Regions from separate parts of the Rattus norvegicus genome. Here region 2 is linked to region 1. A link is a contact called in public Hi-C data. All regions are on one chromosome and are shown on one strand. Each heading gives the region's core, a stretch centred on a gene start, on an enhancer-like site or on the middle of the called end of the contact. The rest is flanking DNA. Distances are from core to core; before and after follow the strand shown. Region 1 has its middle 16 kb from the start of Ciao2a. Region 2 has its middle 73 kb from the start of Herc1.

Region 1 (4,995 bases), core at 965-3,464:
AATGCATACAGTGTACAGACATGCACACAGGCAAAATACCCATGTACATAAAATAAAAAAATAAAAGAACCATAACTTTTCGCAAAGAAATTCTATGCTTAAGAAAGTCTCCAGAGGTTGGGGATTTAGCTCAGTGGTAGAGCGCTTGCCTAGCAAGCGCAAGGCCCTGGGTTTGGTCCCCAGCTCCGAAAAAAAGAAAAGAAGAAAAAAAAGAAAGAAAGTCTCCAGTGACAATCACCCCAATCAGAACAAAGGAGCTAAGTGCAGAGCCCAGAACTTGGACTTTAGGTTCTAATGTTCTGCAGAGACCTCTGGAGAGACCTTCAAGACCTTGCCCTCCAAGAATCATGCTTTGCCGCCATCTAGTGTTCATGTCTAGTAAGCGCGCCTAGCCAAGAGAACCCAGTTGCTTCCTCAGGCCTTAGCACCAAGCCTCTCTCCTAATTTTTGTTTTGTTTTGTTTTGGTTTGTTTTGGTTTGGTTTGGTTTGGTTTTTTTTTTTGGGGGGGGGTGGTTTGCTTTGTTTTGGTTTTTTTTTTTTTTTTTTGGTTTGGTTTCATTTGGTTTGGTTTGGTTTTTTGTTTTTGTGTTTTTTTTTCTTTTGAGACAGGGCTTCTCTGTGTATCCCTGGCTGTCCTGGAACTTGCTCTGAAGACTAGGCTGGCCTCGAACTCAGAGATACAACAGCCACTGTCTCCAAGTGCCAGGATTAAAGGCAGGTGTCCCCTCACCTAGCTTTTCTCTTCTACTTTTTTTTTTTTTTTTTTTTGGGTTCTTTTTTTTCGGAGCTGGGGACCGAACCCAGGGCCTTGCGCTTCCTAGGCAAGCGCTCTACCACTGAGCTAAATCCCCAACCCCTCTCTTCTACTTTTAACAAAGCATATTCTAGGTTTCCAGCGTAGTCCTCAGCGTTCTTCTTTTACACCATCCTTGTAACCTAGGTAATGCTATGGACATGTGTAGAAAAGGGGATGGAAAGGCACACAGACATTAGGCAACCTACCATGGTCACACAACTAGCTCAGAGCCCAGTTGCGGTTAGAACAAGGTGCAGTTTAACCTGAAGTCTATGATCTTGGTCACCTGCTCCGTGAGGGTCAAGGGTCTATGAGGTACCCAGAACTAGGAGAGAGCCTCACACAGCAACGTCCCCACACTCAGCACAACTGTCGTAAATAAGATCACACCGGGGCCAGCCTGGAAACACCAGGGATTGATCTGAAGCCCCGCAGTGTCCCGGCTTGTTTTCTGCCGTCTTATTAATACAGGAGAGACACGCACTGGACTGTGGAAGCCCTTTGTAGCAATCCTCCCCTCTCCTAACCTGCAGCCCTCTCTGACTGACACTCGACTCTATCCTGCTGGGGACATCCACCTCTGGGTAACAAAGTCCTTGTGTTGAGGAGACATCTAACAAGGCGCCGATCTGGAGAATTATCAGGGGAACAGCAAGCCCAAACGCTCAGCTCCACGATTTGCTTGGTTTCACTGCTGTTGTCTTGGCTCACACTGCAGTCCAAGCTGGCCTGGAATTTACAGTGTAACTGAGGTTGGTCTCAGACTCCGGGGTGCCTCCGGCCTCGGCCTCTATTTCTTACAGGTGTGCACTTTCACTTCCAGTCTCAGCTGTTTGTAGCCCAGAGCTGTCGACTTAGGATCCACTGGCTGCCAAAGCACTGGAGTCAGGGCCATGTCTGTAAATTCCCTTTCTTTTCTTTAGGGGGATTTAGGGGGAAGGTCTATATTTTGACTGATTCTCAAACTGGTTTGAGACGTTCCAAAGGGATCAAATGTAGTTCAGCGCTCGCTTTTTTATATGATCTTCAAGGTAAGATGGGTTTCATTGCTTTTAAATGGTTGAGACTGCGGGGAAAGGGAGAGTTCAGGGTGCATGAAAATCACATGAAATTAAATTTTATACCAAGTGCGATGACATGTGCCTGCAATGTATACATTTAGAAGCCAAAGACAGCCAAGTTTCTCTAGGTTTGAGTCCAACCAAGGCTGCATAATGAGACCCCGCCTAAAATAATAATTATAATAACAATGAGATGACAATTGTGTTCAGGAACACACTTTTTGTTTTGTTCTGAAACAAGATCTTTAGCCTAAATAAACTGTCTCTTAACTTCCGATCCCTCCCTTCTACTTCCTGAGTGCTGGGTGTATCCCACCACTCCTGTGACTCAAGTCATAACTCTGGGCTATAAATAACACTGCAGAACTTTCAAGTGGAGGCTCATACTTGTAAGTACTCAAGAGGCTGAGGCAGGGGGGGTTGGGGATTTAGCTCAGTGGTAAAGCGCTTGCCTAGGAAGCGCAAGGCCCTGGGTTCGGTCCCTAGCTCCAAAAAAAAGAACCAAAAAAAAAAAAAAAAAAAAAAAGAGGCTGAGGCAGGAGGAGTCCCCTGAGTTTGAGGCCAATCCGGGATACATCGTTAAGTTCCAGGCCACCCTGCAGGTTGTGTGGTGCTAGGGCTAGACCCCAGGGCTTCATGTGCACCAGGCGAGCCCTCTGCCAACTGAGCCACATCTCCAGACCCCATCCATAAATGTTACTGGAACCTCAGCACCCTTTGCTTATCTGTTACTCTACAAGGGTGGAGTTATCAAGTTCTAACAGTGTGAAAAGTCTCAAGCCCTCTCATGTTCTCTCTTTCTCTCTCTCTCTCTCTCTCTCTCTCTCTCTCTCTCTCTCTCGTTTGTTGAGATGGGGTCTATAATGGATGGTTTTATGTCAGTTTGACACTAGCTAAAGCCATCTGAGGAGGGAACCACAATTAAGAAAATGCCTCCATCAGATCAGGCTGTACCCCAGCCTGTAGGGCATTTTCTTGCTTGATAAGGGAGGGCCCAGCCCATCGTAGGTGGTGCCACCCTTGAGCTGATAGTTGTGGGTTCTGTAAAAAAGCAGGTTGAGCAAGCCAGTAAGCAGCTACTTCCATTGCATCCCCATCAGGTACTGTCTCCAGGGCCCTGCCCTGACTTCCTTTGATGAGGAACTGTGATGTGGAATCCTGAGCCAGACAAACCCTCCTCCCCAAGTTGCTTTTTGGTCGGGGTGTTTCATCACAGCAATAGAAACCCTGACTAAGGCAGGATCTATGATTGATCAACAATGGACCCCAGAGGCTCGTGTTTGAATACTTGGTTCCAGTTAGTGGAACTGCTTAAGACTGGTTAGGAAGTGCTGCCTTATTGAAGGAGGTGTGTCACAAAGCCCAGTGTCTCTTTCTGCCCAGGGATCAGGAGGTACGCTTAGCCCCATGCCTGTCTGCCTTCAGTCAAGTGTCCTGCTATGATGATAATGTACTAACCCTCTAAAACTGTAAGCTGGCCCCCGTTTAAGTGCTTACTTCTATGAGCATTGCCTTGGTCATAGTAGCTCTTCACAGCAATGTAACACTCATTAAGACCGAGTATTGTACGTGTGGCACAGGCTGGTCAAAGTCGGGCTCCTCCTGGGTCAGTCTCTCAGGTACATATCTACACTGGCATCTTTCCCGCAGTGTGCAGACTAAACCCAAGCCTGGTGTTTATGAGGCAAGTGCTCCGCCACAGACCTAGACTCTCAGCTGCCCTAAAACGTTTCAAAGAAATTTCTCTGCCAGAGATGCATGGGAGAACATGAGGTAATGCTTGTGCAGGGGGAAATAGCAGGGCTAGCAAGTCTGTCTGTCCAGACTTCTTGGATTCTCTGCAGTGGTCTTCCTTTCAGTGAGAGGGTAGGACCCTCTGAAGTGAGGCTCTTATTGTCTGATGAGGTAGAACAGAGTTCCTTTATTCTTGTCTCTTAAGCAGAGAGAGGGGCTAAGGACCTGCCCTGGGGAAGAAAAATTCTGGATTCTAGGACTTCAGGGGAGAGGGGGACAGAGGTACAGGTCACAGGAGGGCAGAGAAAATTTGCCCTTAAGGCATTGTCTTAATTACTTTTGGGACTAAGAAACAGTCTCACTCCTTAGCCCAGGTTGGTCTTGAACTCAAGATGATCCCCCTGCTTTAGCCTCCAGGGCCCTGGGATTATATGCATGAGGCACCATGTCTGACCTTGGTCTCCCTAGTTTACAGTACTCAGCCAAAACACACTTTGGGTATTTTTTCCTGGGCCCTAACATCACAAGTTCCAAAGACCCTCTCAGAGAATGTCTGTCCTATCTTCTAGAACTTTCTCAACTTTCCTAATACTGCAATCCTTTAATACAGTTCCTCACACTGTGCTGACCCCCTCCCACAAAATTATTTGTTCCTACTTCATACATGTAATTTGGCTACTTTATGAATTGTAATGTAAATATCTGGTGTGCAGGATATCTGATGTAAGACCCCTGTGAAAGGGCCATTTGACCTTCAAGGGGATCAGGAGCCACAGATTGAGAACCGCTGTTCTAGAAGTAAACACTGGCCAAATGGCACACGCATGCATTAGGGTGAAGAACACAGAACAGGGCAGATATCCATGGGCCCCAGGCAGCACGGACCCAGACCCTCTGCCTTGGCCCTGCCGAAAGTCTGTTGGCCAATGTCAATTATGGCACCACAGCAAGATTCATGATTCAGGCACTGCTTTGCCTTCAAAGTAGTCAGACCTGAGGCCAGAGACTGAACCCAGGACCTTGCACTTGCTAGGCAAGCGCTCTACCACTGAGCCAAATCCCCAACCCCCTAAGGGCACTTCTTACTCTTGCAGCACCCAGGGATTGGTTCCCAGCACCCACATGGCAGCTCACTACCATCTGCAACTCCAATTCCAGGGGATCTGATGCCCATCGCTGGCCTCCACAGGTACTAGGCACACATGTGGTGCACAGACATATGTGCAGGCAAAACATACATGCATTTAAATTTTTAAAAAAAAATTTTTTTTAAAGTACTAATACATTTCCAAGGTCCCTAGCCTCTAGCCCTGTTCCAATTTGCTCCTTAGGCCTGTCTGATGTCCTGAGTCTCTCTCACCCACAGACCACACCTCCAAACTCTAAGTTGACTTCTTAATATT
Region 2 (4,995 bases), core at 1,177-3,676, 140 kb before region 1:
ACACATTTGTTAAATGCATGTGACTGTAGAAGACAGAACAGGAGCGATGGGTGGATCTTCTAGGAAATAGCTTTGGGCCCAACCAGAGAAAGAGCCTGTCAAACATGAATAATTTTTTATTATAGCTTTTTTTTTTCAAGTCAGAGTTTTTCTCAGTAAAAGTCCTGACTGTCCTGGAACCATCTCTGTAGACCAGGCTGGCCTCGAACTTTCAGAGATCCACTTGCCTCTGCCCTCTGGGATTAAAGACATCACACCATCACACCCGGCTTGATACCAGCTATTGAGGGAGGTCTTGTCACTTGCAGGACCTTTAGTAGCACATCACAAATCAGACAAGCTTGCAAGACTCGCTTGATTACATTGTGGCTAAGCAGACCCTGTGCAATGTTATTTGTTGCCTGACTGAGGAGAGGAGGGAGAATTTTCCAGAATATGATCTCTTACAGCTTGGTGGGGCTTTCCAGGGTTAACACTGAGTGAAGGCGTTTGATGAGGTCTGCAGTTTATACCGTTCAGCAAAGTCTGCCCTGTTTCCTCCCCAACTAGGAAATGCACACCCCCCCCCAGGTCCAAAGCCCACAGTTTGGCTATTGAAAAGGTCTGAGAAAGTCATGCTCCAGGACCCAGCTGGGGAGCTCCAGGGTCTCAGTTTAACCTCTGTCAGCCTGTAGGTCTCAGGAGCTTTCCTGTTTCCGCTCCTTCCCTGGTTAACTAAGGTCACAACCTTCTGGAAGAATGCAGGATCAGCCAGCCCTTCTGCATTTCCTCTCCCTGTGTGTGAAAGGAGATATGTCCAACTGTGACTGCAGAGAGCCCTCATCCTTGTGACTCAGCAGACTGGACTGTCCTCAGTCCCATCCCCTGGAATGACACACAGACAGACAACTGCAGGAGTTGGATGTGGTTGCCACAGATGCTGAGCAGAGCCTGGACTCAGGTATCTTTCCCTGAGTCTCTCGAGTCCATCATACCTGCAACTATCTCTACCAGGACTGGGAACCGAACCCAGGGCTTTGCACATGTGAAAAGAGCACTGTGCCACTGAGTTATGTCCCTAACCCAAGTTGAAGGAATTTTATGGACTGAATTAATTGTTTACTTCCTCCTAAACCCACTTATGGAACTTTACAAGTTATATTTATACAAGTTATATTTTACAAGTTATATTTAAAGACAGGGCCTTTTATAGGGATAAATAGATAAGAGGAAGATATATTATGGGCACTAATCCAGCATGACTAGAGACCTTGGTGTTTGTTTGTTTGTTTTAAAGACATCTAAAGAGAGAAGACCAGGACATGACAAACTAAGGAAAGATGCCTCAGACTGAGACAATGCTACAGACACCTTGCAGTCTCTAAAGCTGAAAAAGTAAATTTCTAGTACATAAGTCACCCAGACCCGACATTTTGTTATGAGATTTTTCACTAATGCAATACTACCAGTAAAAACAAGGAGACAGAGTAGAGGAATTCACCAAGCCTGGCTGCAGGGCTAGGGCTGTGGCTCAGTGGCTGGATGCCTGTCTGGCACATTCAAGGGCCTGGGTTTAATCTTCAGTACCACAAAACCAAAACCAAAGAAGCAGAACCCTGAATGCCAGCCACTGCCCACCCTGCCTCCCTGGTGTAGCTGCCCTGGAGTGAGCTGGGATTTCTACTGAAGTCCTCTCTGCTTCTAAAACACGATGTTATTATGTACAGATTTTTCGTTTTGAAATAGAAAGAATTGTACTTCATGCGATTCTCCAAGATTCTCTTTTTTCTTTTCCTTTTTTTTCTTCTTCTTTTTTATTATTATTATTTTTTTTTTTTTACTTTTTTCCCCCTAGGAAACGTAGAATGTGAATCCAGGGCAGGCAAATCTGGGCTGGAATCCAGATCCCAAGAGCTCCAGCTGGGAGAAGGCAGGCACAGTTCTTTGTTGAGGCTGGCTTCATCATCGTTAAAAATGGAACTCATTTCCCTTACAAGGTTGTGCACAGGGCTGCAGAGAATGCCTCACTGACACACAGGTCCCTCCAAATCACCGCCTCCCTCATTTCTGTTGTTATTTTCTTTAACTTGAGGGCTGATGGAAGAGCTTACAATATCGTGTTGTCCCTAGATAACATAATCGACTGTTTTCTAGACTAAGAGCTAGGGCTGTGGATTCTACTCAGTGAGGAAAGGAAAATCTGTGTTTAGTTACCCTTTATGAATTGCTGCTGATGGAGGGCACCCGTGGGAGGGAGGGACAATCAAGCAGAGGAAAACTTGAAGGAAGTTCACCAACTGGGCTGGTTGCCTTTGAGACAGCAATTAGCCACCGTTGGAAGCTTTTCTTCTGTGAGAGTCCCTAGGCCTGTGAAGGTTTGCTGAGAAAGGGACCTTCTCAGCAGACGCCAAGAGCGATATTTTGGGGGTTGCAGCAACTGTGAATAGAACAGTATGGGGCTGACATCAAACTGGGAGCGGAGGGGGTGGGGCCCGATGGAAAGAAAGTTCTCTAAGCCTGTGATGGTTGCTGGTCCTTTCAACAGCCCGGTTTTCACATGTGATTACCCATGGAGCCCAGGGCTTGGAGTTTCTTTCTAGAGAGCTCATGGTTCATTTGCTTATTTAAATGTGACCTTCTTCTGCTTTCAAACTATGCTGGGAGTTTTTGTTTGCTTTGTTTTATTGGCAAATAAATGTATGAATGGAAAAGACAAGTGGATTCCAAGGTCTGGAATCAAGATTGTGAGTTGAAGATTGCAACACAGTGTGTGCTAAAATATTTATATGTGTGTTTATGGAATATTAATGTGGCATCCAGCAAGCACACAGGTAGACACTTGGGACAGCAGCTACCTCAGAGCTCTTCAAAGAACTTCTCTCACAGAATGTGGTTTTCATCTCTGGTCTTTCACTTTCTTCAAAGACTGCTGTGACCTCTCTCAGCCTTGAGGTGTCAGCTTGTCAACACCTCCTCCTCAGAGCCAACAGAACACACCTGTCTCCGCTGGGCTTGTTATTCTACTCCTGCATCCATCTGCCAGTAGGGAGAGGCCACAGGGACTCGGCGGTGTGTGGGAGTAGTGTGGCCTCCACTTGCTGTGAGCTTTTCTGGAACCAGAGCCTTTCAGTTCTTTGGGGACTGTTCTGCTCTAGATCCATCTATAGCACAAAGGAAGCTTGGCTGACTCACACAGTGTGACTGAGACTTACTGTTCACCTCGACTATGACGGTGCACACTTGTACTGCCAGCATTCGGGAGATAGGGATAGGAGGATCAAGAGTTCAAGGGCAGCCTGGGCTTTATGAGATCCTGTTTCAAAACAAAACAAGGACTGGCTAGAGGGCTCAGCAGATAAGGGTGCCCGCTGCCAAGCCTGCCGGACAACTTGAGATCACCTGAAATCAATCCCCAGGATTCATATAGTAGAAGAGAATTGATTTTTGCAAGTTGTCCTCTGAGCTCCTCATGCATTCCATAGAGCATGTGTGCCCCCATACACACAATCATCAATCATTCGGTGTAAAAAAAATTATACAAACAACAAAAGCCCTGTTAACTAAAAGGAATTAATGCCATACTCACTCACCTCTGTGCTTTCCTTCTCTCTCTCTCTCTCTCTCTCTCTCTCTCTCTCTCTCTCTCTATCTCTCTCTTTCTCTCTCTCTCTCTCCCTCTCTCTCTTTCAGAGTACCTGGTATTTTAGAAACAGACTAGCTAAGGAGTCCTATTCCTGTGATATAGTCAGGAAACAAAAACAAAGTGTTCTATACATGTATATATCACTACATTACACACACACACACACACACACACACACACACACACACACACACACACACACACACCCTTGCCCTTAGCGTGGGTTTGTACGCAGTAGAAATTTCCTTACTGGCCTCACTGATCGTTCTCTTCCTATTTCTCCCTGTGGGTGCTTCTTTGCCCTCCTCCATCTAGATTGTTAAGAATTCCCGTTTGCTAGCACTGCCACAGACTAAAGAGCTTAAACAACAGAAATTTAATTTCTCACAATGGAGACCCGCCATCTGAGATTCAGCATGGGTTGATTACTGGACCCCCAACCCCACTCACCCTTTGGCTTTCTGAGATAGGGTCTTGCTACATAGCCCTGGCTAGCCTGGAACTCAATGTGTAAACCAGGGTGGCCTCAGATTTGTAGCATGATCCTCCTGTCTCTGCCTCCCAAGTGTTGGGATTACAGGCACCCAGCACAGCACCTAGCACAGCACCTAGCACAGCACCTAGCACAGCACTCAGCATAGCACCCAGCACAGGACCTAGCACAGCACCCAGCACAGAACCTAGCACAGCACTCAGCAGCTGGCTTTTTTTTTTTTGAGGTCTTTCTCCCTAGTTTATAGAGGCCAATAGAGATGCAGTGTCCTCGTGTGCTTTTTTTTTTAATCTTAATTTCCTCCTCCTGTTCCTCTTCCTGTTCCTCCTGCTTCTCCTCTTCCTCTTCTCTTTCTCAGTTTCTTCCTCCTCCTGTTCCTCCTGCTTCTCCTTGTTGCCCAGGCTGTTCTTAACTCCTGGGCTCAAGTTATCCTTCTACCTCAATGTCCTAAGGAGTTAGGACTTAGAGGTGTAAAGCTCCACAGGTGGTAAATCTCCCCCATATACCAGTCTGGACTTGAACTCATGGCAATCCCCCTGCCTTAGCCTTCTGAGTGCTAGGATTACAGAGATGAGCTACCATACCCAGAGGAAATCTCCTTTTGTTATTATTTGTAATTTTATGTATACACATGTGTCTGCATACATGTACAAGCACCATGTGCCTGGTGCCCCTTGTGGGTGCTGACACTGAAAACCGGGTCCTCTGAAAAAGCAGAAATTGCTCTTAACCAATAAACCATCTCTCCAGCCCCAATTCTTCCCCTTTTTATAAGGATATTAATCATATCATAGTAGGGTTTACCTTGATGGCCCCACTTTAATGAGCCACTTATCACTTTATCTCTAGTGATAGACACTGAGGACTAGGACTTCAACTT

What was found. A called contact is a pair of places that touch in the nucleus more often than the background predicts.
Region 2: a Hi-C map of the Rat2 cell line shows a contact between it and region 1, with 7 times the contacts expected there. The contact joins two enhancer-like sites. A contact is called at or near these places in 8 of 12 Hi-C or Micro-C datasets (the A7r5 cell line, the Rat2 cell line, Schwann cells and 4 more).

The regions. Positions count from the first base shown.
Region 1 is chr8:75,578,745-75,583,739 of GRCr8, reverse strand. No RefSeq gene overlaps it. Among named protein-coding and RNA genes, the nearest start is that of Ciao2a, 16 kb to the right of the region's middle. Within about 2 kb of position 2,214, at least 3 of the 93 cell types and tissues checked have an H3K27ac peak or open chromatin away from gene starts, as enhancers often do.
Region 2 is chr8:75,720,887-75,725,881 of GRCr8, reverse strand. No RefSeq gene overlaps it. Among named protein-coding and RNA genes, the nearest start is that of Herc1, 73 kb to the left of the region's middle. Within about 2 kb of position 2,426, at least 58 of the 93 cell types and tissues checked have an H3K27ac peak or open chromatin away from gene starts, as enhancers often do.